3 separate regions of the Mus musculus genome follow, and regions 2 and 3 are each linked to region 1. The links are chromatin contacts, called in public HiCAR-type and promoter capture Hi-C maps. All regions are on one chromosome and are shown on one strand. Each heading gives the region's core, a stretch centred on a gene start, on an enhancer-like site or on the middle of the called end of the contact. The rest is flanking DNA. Distances are from core to core; before and after follow the strand shown. Region 1 holds the start of Hes6 (hairy and enhancer of split 6). Region 2 holds the start of Sh3bp4 (SH3-domain binding protein 4). Region 3 holds the start of Septin2 (septin 2).

Evidence for each region. Promoter capture Hi-C pulls out the DNA fragments that hold promoters and counts their contacts. HiCAR-type assays count read pairs that join an accessible place to other places.
Region 2: a HiCAR-type map of astrocytes shows a contact between it and region 1, with 4 times the contacts expected there. The contact joins the promoter of Sh3bp4 here to the promoter of Hes6 in region 1. A contact is called at or near these places in 1 of 115 datasets of contacts at active chromatin or transcription factors (astrocytes) and 2 of 9 other capture datasets (adipose tissue and liver).
Region 3: a promoter capture Hi-C map of liver shows a contact between it and region 1, with 4 times the contacts expected there. The contact joins the promoter of Septin2 here to the promoter of Hes6 in region 1. A contact is called at or near these places in 4 of 39 promoter capture datasets (the C10 cell line, liver and pre-B cells) and 2 of 9 other capture datasets (adipose tissue and liver).

Annotation. Positions count from the first base shown.
Region 1 is chr1:91,411,129-91,414,978 of GRCm38.p6, reverse strand. It overlaps Hes6 (hairy and enhancer of split 6), which reads left to right and starts at 1,757. Exons shown (of 4, transcript NM_019479.3): 1 at 1,757-1,922; 2 at 2,000-2,086; 3 at 2,177-2,258; 4 at 2,497-3,496. The coding sequence starts at 1,842. The coding sequence ends at 2,921.
Region 2 is chr1:89,068,549-89,072,398 of GRCm38.p6, reverse strand. Sh3bp4 (SH3-domain binding protein 4) reads right to left here and starts at 1,984. Exons shown (of 6, transcript NM_133816.3): 1 at 1,802-1,984.
Region 3 is chr1:93,476,822-93,480,671 of GRCm38.p6, reverse strand. Septin2 (septin 2) reads right to left here and starts at 1,679. Exons shown (of 13, transcript NM_010891.2): 1 at 1,604-1,679. It also overlaps a transcript of Hdlbp not described here.

The sequences.
Region 1 (3,850 bases), core at 508-3,007:
CAGCCTGTTAATTTCTGCTGCTAACTAGTCACCCTGTGGCCATCATGGCCTTGCCTAGCCTCTGGGGTTCTCTGTTCCTGCCTGGGGGGGGGGGGGGGGATTAAAAGGCCCTACTACTAAGGAAATCTGCATGCAGGCAAACTTTGAAGGTAGGGTATGGTTCAGGGGACAAATGGCAGGAACTAGTAGTTTAACTGAGGGAGGTGAACAGGAGAAGGGTTTCCTGAGCCTGAGATGGGGTGAGTAGTCACGCTGCTGGGACCAATGGAGTCTAAGCCACTTGGCTAATGGAGTCACTAAAATAAAATAAATTGATGCCTGCTTGTACTTTCCCTTCCTCAAAGGTCTTCCAGCCAGGCTGACTGAAGCACCAGTTACCAAGACCTCAACGGTGCCCAGGCAGGCAGCCACTGAAGTGCTTAGTGGTGTCCAGGCCTAAGGATGGAGTATGTAAAGGCTGATTAGGAGCTGGCTCCTTGTCCTGGCTCTAAAGCAGCAGCCGAAATCCAAGAACGCTGGAGCAGAGCCAGGGGTTCCGAGGGGGCGCGCGCGCGCGCACACACACACACACACACACACACACACACACACACACCCCTCCCGCGGCGAGGCAGGGCCGGCAGATGGACCGCCGACGACGCGGGGCTTGGGCGTCTGGCCGACACAGGCGTGCCTGTTGCAGCCTGCAGGACAAAGCCAGCTAGACAAAGGCGCGGCCAACACCTGTCGCTCCTGGCCGGCCTGCCGCTTTTCTCTGCGGAAGCGGCTGCAGCTGCCAACTGTCACGGGCATCAAGTTACTGGGGCCAGACAGCAGCCTCGGCCTGCAGGAACCAAGAATAGAAGGGGGAGGAGCTGAGAGGGACTGGGGGTAGTGGGGATGGGGGACTCTAAGGGGACTCGCGGGGAAGGGAGGTGAGCGTGGAGAGGGGTTGGGGAACAGGGATGTGTGAGACCACCGCAAAGAGGATGCGGAGGAACTAGAGGGAAATGAGAGGCGCTTAGGCGGGTACGGGGTGATGAACAAGGAAGGAGAAGCTTGACTGGGGGCAGTTGGGGTGGGGTTAAAATAGACAAGGTAGTGGTTGGGTAAGTGACTTAGAGCACAGAGAAATAGAGATTTAGTAAGAACGACCGCGGACCTTGGAGTAAGAAGGTTATAGGTGTCTTAATGGGTCCAAAAGGACACACAAGGGTCCTGTTCCTGCTGCTAAATTGGCTCGTACTTTCCCCGGACTTTGCACTCTCGCCACCGGTGACCCGAAGCCCCTTCCAGGTCCCGAGGTCACGGACTTGACTTTGGCACTGCCCTGTCTGAAGTCAGCTCTGGGACTGGAGCGCTATTCTCGAGAGCACTTTTGGTGAACCAAGGGAAGCAAATGCCCTGTAGGAATGGATGGGTGAAGAGGTGGGTGGAAGGGCGGCATGGATAGATATACGGACCGAAGGATGTATAGCTAAGTCCGAGCTTACAGGCAGGCAGGTCTGGCCTCATAACTCAGCGAAAGGAAGTACAAGCACACCAGCAAGAGAGAAGCCGGAGGTCACTGCCCAGGAGTCCTGCCCGGCCTAAGTGGCAGGAGGTCTGGCTGTGGGCTCCGCCCCGCCAGCTGCCAGAGACCCGCGGGGCCTGACAAAGCGCGCCGCTCTCATTGGCTACAGGCTGCCTCACGGCTGGCCTCTCCGACCACGCACAGCCAATCGGTGCATTGACATGTAAATAAGTTGCTATAAAATGGGCGGGGTCCCGCGGGCCGGAAGACTCCGGAGAGCTAGTGGGGCCTCCGGGCTGCGACCCACCTCGCTGAGTAGTTTGCACTAGGGCGCCGGGCTCCGTAGACCATGGCTCCGTCCCAGGCGCCCAGCCGGGACCGTGCAGGCCAGGAGGATGAGGACCGCTGGGAAGCACGGGGGGACCGCAAGGTGCGGACAGGGGCTACGGGTGGATGGGCTTGGGGGAGGTTGCGCGGGCCAGGGGGCTCAGTAGCCGCTTCCCACAGGCCCGGAAGCCCCTGGTGGAGAAGAAGCGACGCGCACGGATCAACGAGAGTCTTCAGGAGCTGCGGCTGCTGCTGGCCGGTACCGAGGTGCGACGGGAAAGGTGCAGGGGGGAGGGGGACCTTCAGGGTGCACCCCGAAGCGCACGGCCGGACTCAACTCCCTTCCCCTCTGCGCAGGTGCAGGCCAAGCTAGAGAACGCCGAGGTTCTGGAGCTGACCGTGAGGCGCGTGCAGGGCGCGCTGCGAGGCCGGGCGCGCGGTGAGTGGCGGCGGGGATCGAGGGCGGGGGCGCTGACCGGGCACGCCTGCCACCCAACAGCGGGACACGTCGGCTCCCGGAGCCCCGGTCCTATCCATGGCAAGGGCTTCCCCCAGAACGGGACACGCTACTGTGTCTCCTGGGTGAGCCCCGAACCCGCGGAGCGGATCGTCCGAGCCACGATAGTCACTGCTCACGGTGCGGGACGCTGCTCTCTTCTTCCCACCCTCCTGCACAGAGCGGGAGCAGCTGCAGGCTGAAGCAAGCGAGCGCTTCGCTGCTGGCTACATCCAGTGCATGCATGAGGTGCACACGTTCGTGTCCACGTGCCAAGCCATCGATGCCACTGTCTCAGCTGAACTCCTGAACCACCTGCTAGAATCCATGCCGCTGCGTGAGGGTAGCAGCTTTCAGGATCTGCTGGGGGACTCCCTAGCTGGGCTGCCTGGAGGCTCTGGGAGGAGCAGCTGGCCTCCAGGAGGGTCCCCAGAATCCCCATTGTCCAGTCCCCCAGGTCCCGGGGACGACCTGTGTTCTGACCTAGAGGAGATCCCAGAGGCTGAACTAAACCGGGTGCCTGCTGAGGGGCCGGATTTGGTGTCTACATCCTTAGGCAGCCTGACTGCAGCTCGCCGGGCTCAGAGTGTGTGGAGGCCTTGGTGACCAACACTTACCAGGGACCTGTGAATGGTGGCTGCCATCCTTAAGTTTGCTTCCTCCCTGGGTATCAGATAAGGTGGAGACAGCTCAGGATGCCCCCCAGGTATGCCCTCCCCACTCTCCAACAGATGACTTGAATGACAACCCTAATGGCCAGGCCCTGCAGGTCCCTAGCACTATTTTTTCGTGGACCCTAGAGCTCTGGATGGTGGCTGGGGGGCCAGGGGGTGCACTAAAGAAAGACAGGAGACTTTTGGAGAGCTGCCAGGGCTCCCTCGTGTTCACCTCTCCCTGCCTTTTGGGCATTCTGAGGATCTAGGGCAGAAGTGGCCAATCTTGAGACTGAGCATTAGGGTCCTGGGCAGGGACACACAGGCCACAGCAATCCTGACCTGAAAGGAAGTTCAGATTTGCTACTTTGGCTATGAGACCAGGGGAGGCGGGCATATTCTGCGGTCACTGAAGCTGCTCCTCGTTTGTAACACAGTTGCGCGCGTGTGAGTTTGGTTGCCATCCCATCGATGCTCCAACCGAATTAAATAAAGAACTTTGGAGTTAGTTGCTCCTGGTGTACTGTCATTGATGTGTCCAATGTGTGAATGTTCAACTGCATCCAACACTAGTGTATACCTTTTTAAAGGGCCCACCCTTTGTTAGCAAAGTGTATTCGTGTGGTGCTGATAGAGATGTCCCCACTGCTGGCCAGGTCCTCTGTGTTCCCCCACTTTCCTAGGAGTATGTGTCCTTGAGGATTCCACTAGCATCAGGTTTGTCTCCAGGGTAACTAAGCCGTAGGGAGAAGATCTGTCCTTGTACTGTTCTCTCCTGAGCTCCCAGGACTAACGCTGGTGGCTAGTTGCTAGTTCTTTGCCTTGGGCCCAGACAAATTGGGACTGAGGTTAGGTTAGACTCTGGAAATCAGAATCCTCAGG
Region 2 (3,850 bases), core at 735-3,234, 2.3 Mb after region 1:
GTCTGGGTCCCTATTAATTGTTCTGTAAGAACATTAAAGCCTGGTGCCAGGACCTGGGGACAACAGGAAAAAAAGGAAAGTCCACAGAGGCCTTGCTGGCATTTCTGCAGCCAGCCTCCGAGCCGGTCATTGTTCAGTCGGTAAACACGTGAGACATAAAACAAATTGCTGGGAAACCAGGTTGTTCACTTCATGTGTCCTCCCAGGACCAACTGTTCTCTCTTGGAGGGTGACCTGGGCAGGCATTTACAGGACATTCTACAGCTTTGCATATACCAGGCACCAATGCCCCCTGACTTTGGGACAACCCCCTCCCCCAAGTCCAAAAGATGCTGCAGAAAGGATCCTTGAGAAGACCAGTTACTTCCAAGCCTCTCACTTTGAAGGACTTAGCCAGCACCAACAGGAGAATAGGAGTGTGCTCTGGGATCCCTAGGGCCTGCCTAGATCTTGCTTCCTGGGCAGGGTAGCGAAGCTCTAGGTAGCTTGTTTTACCTAGCTACCTAGATGACACTGTGTAACAGCTAAATGCTCCCCAGCACATTGAAATACAGCCGCTGTCCATCTAAGGATGCCAAAAACGCTCTGCAAACCACCCATTAATTTTTATGGTTGGCCCAGGAAGCAGATTGAGAATCATTACTGTCATTTTTACAAGGCTCGGTACCAAAACCACGGACTGGGCTGAGGTTTCGGCCCTCCCACCACCATTCTCTCCATCTGTACCCACCATCTCATGGGAAACCCCAGTACATCAAAAGGGTACTCATAACTATCAGAAACAGCCTTTGTGGTAAGGCAGGTCAAAAATTCCAAACTTTGGGCACGAGACAATCAAGGGTTTCAAGCAAGGGTTTTCTTGAGGTTAGGCAAGAAGGCGCCAGGTATAATTCAATGATTAAATCTACAAGGCTGCGACATCCCCACCCCCCACCCCCAACGAATGTGGGATCGGCGTAGATCTCGTGTTTATTTCCGCTCTGGACACTCATTGCTTTTATAATCAGAGCAAAAGTTATACGAACTTTATTTCTGCTGCTAAATCACAGAACACCAATCTGATGCACTAACAAGGGAAGAATAAACACGAATAAAGCCCAGCATGGTATTCCCTTTCAAATCTCATAGCTCCACGAGGCTCCACAACCTTCTGCGCACGCAGAGCGGCCAGCCAGCTCTCCGCCACTCCTCCCGCGCGGCATCTGCAGGCGCCCCACACCCGGGAAGGGCCAGCGCCAGCCAGCCCCACAGTCCGCACCGCTAAGCCCCCCAAACCTGCATACTACAACGCCAGATCCCAGCTGGGAGCCTCCTGGCCCCCAAACCCTCTAACAAGACACACTGGGCGGCGCAGGGCGGCTTCACGGTAAACAGCACTTGCAGAACAACGCTCCTCTATCCTAACCGCTCCCACCCGCACACCCCAGCGCTGTCACCTCGGGGCTGCGCGGTCACTCGATCACCAAGACAGAAACTGGAGTTTTCAATTTCATCCTCCAGGAGGGCTCTCCGAAGAAGTTGAAATGTGCATTGTCACCAAGTTTAACCCAAAGCCGCGCTCTCTTCGCTCCTTCTCAGAACCGCGCGGGTGGCGCCGCGACCCCCTCCGCCCTCCCCGCGCCCCGGGCCCTAGCGACCACGATCCGCAGCCCAGGTCGGGCTGTGACCACAGAGGGCAGGGAACCGGGAGCTCAAGGGGCTCGGAGCTGCTCCAGGCTAGCCGCGCCCCAGAGCCCGGGATGCTGCCCAAAGCCACAGCGCGCGCGGGGATAGGGTGCGCCGTCCGACCCTAGGCTCCTACCTGGCTCGCATGGCGCCCCACGGGTCCTGCGGTTCTCTTGTCCTGTGGGGCTCACCCGGCCGGGGGCGCGCGCGACTCCCGGTACCGCGGCCTCAGCGATCGAGGCAGCAGAGGTGGTGAGGTGCCCAGACGCCGCGACAGCCCAGAGCGCTCGGCCCCCGCCAGCGGGCGCAGAGGTGGTCTGGGCCGGGGCGGGGCGCGAGCGCGGGCGGGGCCGGGGCGCAAACAGCGGGCTCCAGGAGGGCGGAGCGCAAGCAGAGACCGCGGGAGGGGCGGGGCCAAAGCTGGGGGCGGAGCGAGGAAGAGGCGGGTCAAGCTCAGGCTGGGGCGTAGGGACCGGGGGCGGAATCGCACTCTCAAGGCGGAGTCTTTGTCGGAGAGGCGGGGCCTAGACGATACTGGGGCAAAAGTGGGCGGGGTGTGCTCAAATGAGCGTGGTCAATATGAGGTTGGAGCAAGTAGGGGCTGTGCCTCGAGCTGGGGGAGGGCAGTTCTTAGTAAAGGCGGGGCCTGGATGAAGGGGGCGGGATGTCCCGGAGGGGCGGGGCCGACTGAGCCGCTGATTTACTTAAAGAAGCGGCTTGGCTTACTGGCGCCTCCAGTGCTCCGGCGCGATTCCCGCCAACACTCCTTGTCTCCTTCCTTAACAGCGCCAGTTAAGAGAGTGGGGTTAGGGCCTCGGGATCTTTACCCCTGGACCCAGAAATGAGCAAAGATGATGGAGACCTCCGGTGCTCTGTTTTGGGGAAGCCTCTGATCCCCCGGGAGTGGTTAAGCAGTAAAACCGAGAAAAAACAAACAAAACTCAGCTTAGGGAACAACTACAAGTGGAGGAGAGCTGCCTGCGAGGCAGATTGCAACTGAATACATGTCAGCATAGTTACACTTCCTCTGCCCAGACTCACATACAGAAGTAGACGCTCGATGCGAGCTCAGTGAATGAACACACTGCGAGGCAGCGGAGCAAAAGCCCAAGCTCATGAGTCATCTCTCACGGGAGTAGACAGAGGCCTGTAGGGGTTGATTGCCTCAGTGAGGTCGAACCAGCCTTTGACTGCTGTGGTGGTGAGGCCAGGGAATGAAGGCTTCCACTTGGAACCAGTGGCAATCATGTCTTCAATGTTGCCACAGATCCAAATCCAGCAGCCCACTGAGTCCATCTTCACTATCATCGCTGGCGACAGATACCATTTATATTTTCTAAGTGACTTCAGACGTTAACACAGATTATCATATTCGGCAAGATCACATGGGAGAGGGCTTCAGAGTCGGAATACTAGCCAGTTTTCTATCTCCCGTGTTCTTTATGCTCCCCTTCCACTCCACCCTTGCACTCGGGCTGCCCGCCTTCCCCCACCCCCACCCCCACCCCGCTCTAGATGTAGTCCTAGTGGAGTCAGGTAGACATACTGGTCAACCTAAGGCTAAGAGGGTAGAATTTCATATTCTCTTAGAACATGGAAACGAGTACAATTACTCCTTAAGTGTAGCTGTCGACCTTAAAAGAAGCAGTCTCCTGAAGGTGCAAGTGACTTACATGGTTGGAGGGGGTGGGGGTGGAGGAGACAAAAGCATCCAGACTGGAGGGCGTGTCAGGAGCCAGCCTGCTGTGCTGGGATCTCTAGGCCTCTGTGTGAGTCACTTGCCTCTGAGTATGAAAATTAAATACAGAGCATAAGCCTCAGCAGAATGCCTAGCACAAAGTAGCCATCACTAAATATTAGCTATTTGTACTGCCGTGACTCCGAATGTCTCCTGTCTAAACCATGTCAGAAAGAGGGAGAGGGAGAATATGCATGAACGTGGGCTGGGGTTATAGCTAGAGTTGGTAGAGTGCTTGCCAAACATGCACAAAGCCATGGGTCCCATCCTCAGCGCCAAGAAATGGGGATGTAGTCACTCAAGCCCACACTCAAGAGATTCAAGGGGGATTCAAGGAAGGTGGATGCAGAAGGATCAAAAGTTGAAGGTCATACTCCCCTACATAGTGAATTCAAGATCAGCCTGGGATGTGTGAGACCCTGTCTTGGAGAATGGAAAGATGGATCA
Region 3 (3,850 bases), core at 430-2,929, 2.1 Mb before region 1:
ATGCAAGACAACACTCTTAATGGAGCTTGGAGCAGCAAGCCACAAACAAAGGGAGCTTAATTACATTCACGATTGATAATAGAGGGAGGCCCCACCTCCTTTCCCTAGGCTACCCAGCAAACCCAGAAGGAGAAGCTCTTGTTCTTTACTGACCTCTGGTGCTCTGTAAAGGGGGGGGGGGGGGGGACACTAGGTGGAAAAATGATAAAAAAGGATCAGGACAACTTTTAAAACTAAAAAAATCATCCCCAAAATTAGATATAGCAGCACACACTGACAGTTTGAATGCTGGGTATTGCAAAGAATTCCTGAATGGCAACTACCAGAAAAGCCATTGAAAATAAGGAGTCTCAAATTAGAAGCATCATGAAGAAACAGCCTTTATGACCTCTTCAAAACTCCTGTTTTTCCTTATGTTAACAAGACGGATTTTAAAAATGTATCTAAGATACTAAAACAATTTTCACTACTAAGGAAAAAAAAAAAAAAACAAAAAACCTAAGTTTTTTTTCTAGACAGGGTTTCTCTGTATAGCCCTGGCTGTCCTGGAACTCACTTTGTAGACCAGTCTGGCCTCGAACTCAGAAATCCATCTGCCTCTGCCTCCCAAGTGCTGGGATTAAAGGCGTGCGCCACCACGCCCGGTTGAAAACCTAAAACTTAAATCCCTTGATAGACAGTAGGGACCCCAATATTTGACGCCAGAGAAACACTTAAACCGTCTAAAGGATATCGAATCCAGTGAGAGTCCTAACTAATAACAAGCAGCGAACAGGAACTACACAACAGATAAACATTAGACAGAGAATGTTCGAGATTAACTGCGCTCCAGACACGAGGAGTAAACTGGGTTAAAACCAGCCATAGAGACCACAACGGTCTGAACTAGAAGTTCTATGTGTTGAAAGTCTGGAAACGTAGTACAGGACAAGGCAAGGCGCCACTAACAAATGAGGCCGGAAGATACAAAAGGGCCAGGCGTGGTCTGGGCCTGCGGTCCGCTTCAGAGTTAGACTTCATGGCTTCTCAGTCAAAGGCCTCCACTCCATGCTCCCTTTCCCGTGTCACTTACAGGGCTGCAGCCCTTTGTCTAGCGTCGCACTACCTCGGGGAAGGCCACAGCAGACAAACCACTCCATAACGCTCCTGTCACTGCCTTAAATTGGGGAACTTCATTAACATCCCAGGGTGACTAGTCCTTTTCATCCCTAGGACGAAATGGCACCGTTACGTGGGAAGATGGCCCCGCAAGTGCTTCGTAGATGTGAACCTAACGCCCGACTCTCCACCACATAGTATTTGGACTGTGCGCCATAACTTCACTGGGCCCAGCCACGCCCGCCCCAATGCCCTGGACCTGGCCAGCAGGATCACCCAGATGGGGGCCGCCCGTCCAGTTGTCCTCGAAGGGACGACGCCAGCCAGGCATCCATCGCTGGAGCCCCGGACTAAGGGTGCGGCCGCCCCTCCCCCACGCGCTCACTTCCGTACCCGTTATCACCGCCTAGGCGGCCCGGGCGAGGGCAGAACTCTAGCCCTTTCTCAGGACAGCCAGCTCAACTCGAGCCCGCGCGACAGTGGGTACACATTGCCACACACTTACCCGCTCACACGCCGGAGAACGCTCGTCAGGCGAGAGCACGGACCTGCCCCGCCCAGTAGAGCGCGCGCGAACAGATGGCGTCATCGCGCCGTCCCGCCCCTTGCCAACTCCTTCCTGGGCCCCGAGTAGTCCCCTCCTCCGCGGTTGCATGCAGAGCGCAAGCGTGGACGCGATCCTGCCGTCCGCCTCTGCGCAGGCGCTGTGCCCCTCCCACGGCGGTTGGCCATATAGAGGCTGGGGGCGGGGGGAGGTCAAGCGTAGCCTCTTCTCCTTTACCAAGATGGCGTCTTGTTCCTGTTTCGCCACAGTTCCTACCTTATGAGCTTGGATTCCTCACGCTAATAAAAGAGGAGCAGGTAACGAGATTCTCCGCTTTATGGGAAACTAGAGTTGTGGGAAGGATATTTACTAAGGAGGAATAAGGTGTCCATTGAGAGCGAGAGACGACCGGGGGCGGGCAGGTGGCAGCGTGAGTGCGGAGCAGTGAAGGGGAGGGAGCCCTTTGCCTCTATCCTTTCCTCCTGGAAGATGGCGGCAGCACCGAGCTAGGAACACCGAGCCGGGATAGGCGGGCGCTTGTGACTTGCCGGCGGGCATCTCTAGCCGCCTCTGCGGCCGTCTCTATGGCGGGCTGTCGTCCCGGGATTGGCTACGTGCTGGTCACGTGGGTCTCCCCCCCCCCATGCACACCATAGAGTGGTGCCTGTCCCTGGGGACGTGGCCTTCCTGTGTGGTCGTGAGCCCATGCCCCGCGGGGGAGGGCGGAGCCGGCACGGCCCCCTACCCTCTTTCAGACTGGGGCGGGCGGAGAGATCTGCGGCATGCCCTGCTCTCTGCGACCGGCTTGAAGCTGGCTGGGAAGGTGCAGTACTGGGCTGCGGCCTGGCTCGGGTTGTCCTTCCCTTCAATCGCAGGAGGTCCCCTGGCTGGTCAGCGATCGTAAACTCCTACCTTAGGCCTTTCACCAAGGCCTTTCTATAGGAAAACACCCTAGAGTACCTCCCCAGAGAAGAAACAGCAATCGCGCAACCCTAGTGGGTGATATGCACAGTGTCGGTATTCCGAACTGTTCTGACACATGCCTTGTTGTGAGGGAGTGGTTTTTTTGTGCGTTATTACTTTGAGTAAAGTATCCCAGTGCTCGAGGCTACACTGCATATCCTGTCTGAATTAGAAGATTGGAGGGTCGACTGGGCATGTGTTTGCATACGATATAACTGAACCAAAGGAGACTGTCTTGGGTTTTATTATCTTTACAGACAAGGATAAAGCATGGGGAAAATTGGAGGGTTATAATCTTCACTTACAACTTGGCTCGCCCTTCAGCTTTGGGTTTTGCTAGTCACCTTAAGCTCTCAAACAATGACTTCACATATTTGTTGGTGTCCATTTAAAGAGCCACTTTCTTAGTAACTTTCTGAAGCCCAGTTAAACCAGTCACAAAATTTTGTTTGAAGCTAGTAGTAGCTACAAGCTAAATTTCTATTATGGAATCGGGTGTGAATAGGAAAACACTGGGTGAAACCTATTGCTTAAGCTTACGTTTTGAAGATTTAAAGTACCCATAGGCTAAATTTGTTAATTATGTTAGCTATGGGGATACTTAAAAGCAGTCATTTAATGTAGCTCTAAAAGGGGCTTTGGGCTTTTGTTTTGTTTTTAAGTGAATTACTACTTATGGATTCAAAACAACTCTTAACCTATTATGACATCTTTAAACTTAGAGATAATGGAGCATATCTTTTCCAGTCTCAGAAATAGTATTTTTGAAAACCAGTTAAGTAATTTCCAATGGCACCCAAGCTTTGTTGGTAGCGTTGGTTAGAGGCCTGCACTGCTTAGACACTTACTTCATCTTGAGAATACCCGAAAGAGGCAGACAGGTCAGAATAGACAGGGACACACACAAGCAGATCCTTATTTTTTTCCTCTCTCTCTTGTGGGCAGGCCCACTTCTCAGTGGCCAAATAGGCTTTCAAGTACATTTCTTTTAGTTTTATTTTGACCTTCTAAATGTCTAATATCAGCCTAATAACCTCATTTCTTTAACATTAAAGAGCCGAGTGCCACACATGTTAGGGATTCTGGGGGTGCAGAGATAGAAAAACATCATTTTTCCCTTTTTTCTAGCTCTTTATGATTTCCTGTAGAAGATAACACTTGCGAAAGAAAGCTTATTTTGCAGGCTAATTTGTACCATAATGAGAGTATATAAAAGAAATAGAAAATAGACTATGATTACTTACT